2 separate regions of the Danio rerio genome follow, and region 1 is linked to region 2. A link is a contact called in public HiChIP or PLAC-seq data. All regions are on one chromosome and are shown on one strand. Each heading gives the region's core, a stretch centred on a gene start, on an enhancer-like site or on the middle of the called end of the contact. The rest is flanking DNA. Distances are from core to core; before and after follow the strand shown.

What was found. HiChIP or PLAC-seq counts read pairs in DNA pulled down with a chosen protein or histone mark.
Region 1: an H3K4me3 HiChIP or PLAC-seq map of embryo shows a contact between it and region 2, with 4 times the contacts expected there. The contact joins the promoter of malrd1 here to the promoter of smarcd3b in region 2. A contact is called at or near these places in 1 of 18 Hi-C or Micro-C datasets (an unstated tissue) and 1 of 4 datasets of contacts at active chromatin or transcription factors (embryo).

The regions. Positions count from the first base shown.
Region 1 is chr7:42,039,784-42,043,126 of GRCz12tu, forward strand. It overlaps malrd1 (MAM and LDL receptor class A domain containing 1), which reads right to left and starts at 1,860. Exons shown (of 33, transcript NM_001287549.1): 1 at 1,625-1,860; 2 at 887-1,021; 3 at 684-772. The coding sequence starts at 1,790.
Region 2 is chr7:41,815,900-41,818,881 of GRCz12tu, forward strand. smarcd3b (SWI/SNF related BAF chromatin remodeling complex subunit D3b) reads right to left here and starts at 1,501. Exons shown (of 13, transcript NM_001127306.1): 1 at 1,424-1,501. The coding sequence starts at 1,501.

The DNA of each region.
Region 1 (3,343 bases), core at 610-3,109, 220 kb after region 2:
AAACCCACGCCAACACGGAGAGTACATACAAACTCCACACAGAAATGCCAGCTGGCCCAGCCGGGACTCGAACCAGTGACCTTCTAGCTGTGAGGCGATTGTGCTACCCACTGCTTGATGCTACCCACCGTGATGCCCATTTATTAATATTCTAATTATTCTCGACAGTGCTTACCACTGAGCAACCTCCGAATGGTATACTATTATACAAGTATTTTCTATGTAATATTATATATTGTAGGTTACATATATTAAAAAGTTTCAGACAAATGTTTAGTGCTTTCACTAAGTTTATCAGCAACAAATAACCAGCATAATTGATGAAAAAACACTGATTTAATCAGTAAAAAACACTGACTGCATTCAAAATCATGTCATTTTTACTTATTAGCTACTACTTTCAGCAAGATATTAGAAATTTTGGGAAGCATAAAATGGACAATTCACTATCTCATGAGGCTACAGTGAGTTAAAGTATTTCTGAACAATTCCATATAAACCATATTTATTTAGTTGAACATTAAATAACATGATCATACAATTTCTCCCACAATTCTGAACAGATCATAATTCAGCAGTCTAATTTGAATTCTTTGAATGCGTTTTAAAAAAAGATGAAACATGAATGCTAAAGTCTTTGGTCAGAGACAGTGGGGAAACAAAAAAAGCATGATTTTCTGTACCCAACATGTGTTTGAAGACTTGAAGAGAGGACTGTATAATTCAGCAGTGACTCCTTCCCCATTGTTAGAGCGTATGTAGAGACAGTGACCTGACAAAAATGTGTAAACAGAACTCAGTAAATACAGTAAAACTTACGTACATTTGCATAAAGTATTATTATCTAAAGCTATTATTATCTATTAGAATTTTATATTATACTTACCAGTAACATTTTCTTTAAGGCCTGTCTCAGTGTTAGGCAAGCTCAAACCTGAGCCTCTTAACCAAACATGATGCTCGTTTTGAAGTTGAAAATCACAGAAACCTTCTTGAAAGTCACATCTCACAACCTGGGAGCCTATATGAGAGGAAACTCACGTAAAATAAATCATACCATTACAGATATCATCACTACCGTCTGCTAATCATCAGAGACACCATAGAAAACATGCTATTTCTTTACAGCACCTTTAATAGGCGCTTGACTGAAAATCTGCTGTCATAAAATAGATACTAGGCAGCAGATGTAAAATAAAGAAATATAAAAATCGAATTTTATTGTAATATGAAACAGGTGTACAGATTACAATTCACATGGACATCATTTATCATTTTAAAGATTTGAATGGATAATCCTTTAGGGGCAAAACCAAATAAAGTGCTAATGATACATGGTGCAATGTTCTGCCTTCTGAAAGCCCCAGGGAATTTAAATCAATATTATAAAAGCACCGCTGTATGTCATCTTGTAGACCTCCCAGTGTGCCACTTTATGAGAGCCCCATAAATCTCACTATTTACACACGATGGCCTTAGAAGCATTTAAAATGATCTTGTCAACTGAAAGGAAAAAGGGGAAAAGAAAGGCCCATTGCTGTCAGGAGTTGCCTGTGTAATCACAGGACACACGGAAAAAAGCAGGAAAGAAAGAGTTGAAGAGAAAAAAAAGACTAATACATACAGTCAATCTCGTCACTGGCATCTTCACAGTTCTCTCTGAAATCACAGACTTGCTCCTCATCAATGCAGCCACCTCTCGCGCAGGTAAACTGCTCGGGTGAACATGGCGCAGATAAAACATTCGCCAGGACAAACAGCAGAAATGAGGCCTGTAAGAACACCCTCATTGAGCTCTCTGACAGATAAATCAGCAGCTCCTTTAGAAATAAAATTAAGCAAAAACACCGGCAGACATACTCCACTTTAGTATCGTGATCGCTAATTTATGCTGCGTACAGTTAGCCTTACAGAAAAATATACATCTGCTCTCAGCGATCAAGCCTACTAAATGACTTTATGACTGTTACACAATGTGTGTGTGTGCCTGATGTCAAAGTGTGCGTCAAACTCTTTGTAATTGGCTGGAGATAAAGTGACAGTAAAATGCAATCTATTATTTTAGGACGCAATATCATGTGCAATAAGAGCCCAGGTTAAACAAACACATTTAGGTGAAGACATTGACAGTTGAAACACTATTAGAGATTTGCCATTACCTAAATGTGCTTTCATTTTCAGCTCGAACAACTGTATGCAACTGAATGAAAAATGAGGTGGCAAAGTAATCAGTCATGCATCAGTTCCACCCTCTGTCCTGCTCCGGCTTTACAAATGTTCGTTCAGATATAATTTCAGTTTTCATGAATCAGTGACTAAAATTCTAAATCATTCACAACACGTGGTGTGATAGAAGAGAAGCTCTGTTGGACATAGTAATATCTGAATAACCTTCAAGCACAAAACAACAGATGAAATAATAAGCAATATTAGGGATTTACTAAGGGATTTAAAACCGAAGCCGAAATGTCTGTACTGTTTGTTGATGTTGTTTGTTATTTAAATTAAGCTCTTGGTCATCCATAGTAATAATTTAATATCATAATAATAATTTTTGAAATCCAGTGAGACGTACACTCACTGGCCACTTAATTAGGTACACTTGTTCAACAGCTCATTCATTGAAATTTCTAATCAGCCAATCACATGGCAGCAACTCAATGCATTTAGGCATGTAGACATGGTCAGGATGATCTGCTGCAGTTCAAACCGAGCATCAGAATGGGAAGGAAAGGGGATTTAAGTGACTGAACATGGCATGGTTGTGGGTGCCAGATGGGCTGGTCTGAGTATTGCAGAAACTACTGATCTACTGGGATTTTCACACACAACCATCTCTATGGTTTACAGAGAATGGGCCGTAAAAGAGAAAATATTAGTGATGATGAAATTAAGCTTTCTGAACCAGTTAAGCGCTCGACTCAATTGTATCGGAAAAAGGTTCGTTACTCGAAGCTTTTTTAAATTCGAGCTCGATGAGTTTCTCTTCTGGCTAAAGTGTAGGAAAGAACTGTGTTGCAATAATTTCAAATGTTCACTACTGACCAATTCATTCATGTAGTAATACAACAGTAATATAAACAAATTACTCAATTACTGTAGTTTTTACACATAAGGTTACATTAGTTACATAAAGTTACATTACACCAACGATGACTGTAGTAAAATCCAAGGTATTTACATTAGTCATATACCAACTAGTGCCGTTCCAAGCAGGGATCGAACCAGCGATTCCTGCATGGGTGTCAAATGCTCTAAAGAGGAGGCTATGTGAGCGATGCTTTCAAGCTGCTGGTCTCCAGCTGGTCTCCGTTAAACACTACGATATGCAGTGGTTTTCTTT
Region 2 (2,982 bases), core at 251-2,750:
TGATCTATGGCTCAAGATGTTGCAGCTTAAACTGTGTGTGGATACTGTGTACATAATATTTCTTATTAAAAAACATACACTACTGGTCAAAAGTTTGTGGTCGGTATGATTTCTAAATGTTTTATAAGAAGCTTATCCTGCTCGACAAGGCTGCATTTATTTCATCAAAAATACAGTATAAATTGTAAAATTGTGAAATGTTATTGTACTAAAAAAGAACTGTTTAATAGTGGTTTAAAATTTTCCACTGATTTAATGATGAATTTTCAGCTTCATTACTCCAGTCTTCAGTCACATGATCCTTCAGAAATTACTCTAATATTAATTGTGTGTGTGTATACATACATATTGTGTGTGTGTGTGTATATATATATATATATATATATATATATATATATATATATATATATATATATATATATATATATATATATATATATATATATATATATATATATATATGTTTATCTGATGGCACCTAAACATATGAATAGTAGCATGAATGGCAGCATCTCTCAGAACTTGACAAATCTCTGAATTGAATATAATAATTAGATCAATGGTAAAACTGCAGTCAGACCCTGACACCAATCAACGATACAACACAAATAACACATTTTAATAAACATTTTACTATTAATTTTGGCAGTTTTTTTTCTAAAACTCAAGGTCGCTTCACAGAAAACTGCAAGAAACAACACAAGATCACAAAGACACTAACAGAAAACAATACGCTGAACAGCAGAAGAATTCAGCTTTACAAACCGCTTTTCCAGCTCGGATTGATCTGCTCCGACTAGACAAAGCCCTGCTAATCATAAATAAAAGATTACACCGCTACTGTATGTACACAAAGCTTCAGACAATAAGTGGACCCTCGCTGCCTCTCCTGCATCAAACCTTGAGCACTGTCACATGGCCAACTACAGTCATCATGTCATAGTATTATTAGTAGTAGTAATAATTACAACCGCCACTACAGCATCCTCTGGCTCCAGCACCAGCTAGATTTCTAAATCAACGGCATGACAACAGCCCCGCCAATCCACACCGTAGATGTTCTCCTTGAAGCACTTGGTGTGTGTTTTTGGAGTTGTAATAACAGTGCATTGAGTCACGGAGCGGACTGGAAGCGTCCGTCACCTCAGGCACGCTGCCAAACGCATGCAGCCTCCAGTGACCAGTGGCTACCTTTGGCCCTTCTCTTTTTGCATTCGCCGATTCATTCTCGCGTATTTCTTCCTCCACGCGCAAACACGCACTCTTGCGTCTCCCCACCCCGGCTTTAACAAGAAGAGCGGCGCGGAGCCGGGATCCGGAGGACTGGAAATAACCTTCACATGGACACCGTTCAGCGCTATCACTCAAACACACACACAGGCTGTGTCACGCACGCACACACACACGGCTAGAGTGTACATACCACTCCATGGACGAGGAACTCAAATAGTTTGCTCTTGGTGGCTTTGCGCGCTCCTCCAGCGGTCTCCTCCGAAGCCATTTCCCTCCGCTTCTCCTGCCTTTTGTCTTTCCCTCTCCCTTCTTTCACCCTTCGCTCACCTCCTCAACCCCCCTGCGAGGCTCCTGCTCCACTTCCCTGACTTTCTGCTCTCTCTCTGTGTGTGTGTGTGTGTGTTTCAGTCTGTCTGTGTGTGCTGCTCTGTCGAGTCTCTCTCTCTCTCTTTCTGTCCCTCTCTTTCTTTCTGTGTGTCTCTCTCTCTCACTCTCTCTCTCTCGCTTACGTTTGCTTGAGCTGCCGTTCAGGAGCCCGGCTGCGAGTGGACGCGGGGGGTTGAGAGCTGGGGGTCTTTCAGGGGGGTTCTTGCGGGCCCACTATAACCGCCGCCCCCTCCCCCTTTTTAACACACACACACACACTGGCTGGGCTGAGGCGCTCACAGGCTGCCGCAGCTGTTGCATTCCATTGGTAGATAAGGCACCGCTCGCTGACTGGCCGCTCCACCGAGCTGGAGTTTCGTCTCGCCGCCAACCAAACCCCTCCTCCTCCTCTGCTCTGCTGCAGTCAAACCTCATTCTCATGCTCATTCTCAAAAAAATGGAGGGAGGATCCTTAAAGCAGAAGCATGGAGGAAAAGCTGCACGCTCTTATAATAATAGTGGCTCAGGCAGCATTGGAGGCTCTATCTGAATGCCGAGCCTTTGTGTGTTTAATAGTGAAATTAAAGCTCACGATGACTGCCTGATCTCCATTTCTGGGAGAGACGTGCCTGACAGATAGATTTCAGAGAAATGAGGAATTACGCTTTGCAGTGCTATTGGGGCCTTTGCTCATTATTAGTTAAAAACACTGTTAAAATGTCTATAAATAAAATGTCAATTTTCTGTATAAATAATGTAACTTGTTCTTGGCATAAAAAATAAAGGGAAAAAAATGTCTATAAATATGTTAAACAGTAAAGCTGCCTGTATCTCTTGTTCACATTCCTTCCATTATTGTATTGAATTCAGATTAATGTGTACATATTTGTGTGCACACATGTATTATTATTCTGTTTACTGGACGCCTCATCAAACATTACTATTGTGTGTGAGAATAATTGCAAATAAATGCCATTTATAAGCTGATTTGTTTATGTAGTCTTATTCATTTGATTAATCAAGTTTAGAGACAAATAAAGGCAAAACAGTCAATCTGACTTTAAATTCGTTCATATTATTAATATGATTATTATAGATTTTTTTTATATAAAAATGTCTGAAAATTGTAATTTGCCTAAATTCACAGAGCAGAGATGTAAAACTGAGCCAGTTACTAAGTGAGTGAGTTGACTAACATGTGAATGATCAATCCAACTACACCAAATATTAACCATATTTTTCCTGTATGAGAGTGTCAGACATGTTCTGAACTGGAAATGTACTTTCTATGAGGTATGTTTGGTACTGGGAGGCAAATACACCTTTATTTAATTTATAATTAATCTTAGGGTTGTTTAAATCTTCATTTCACAGGACAGTGGA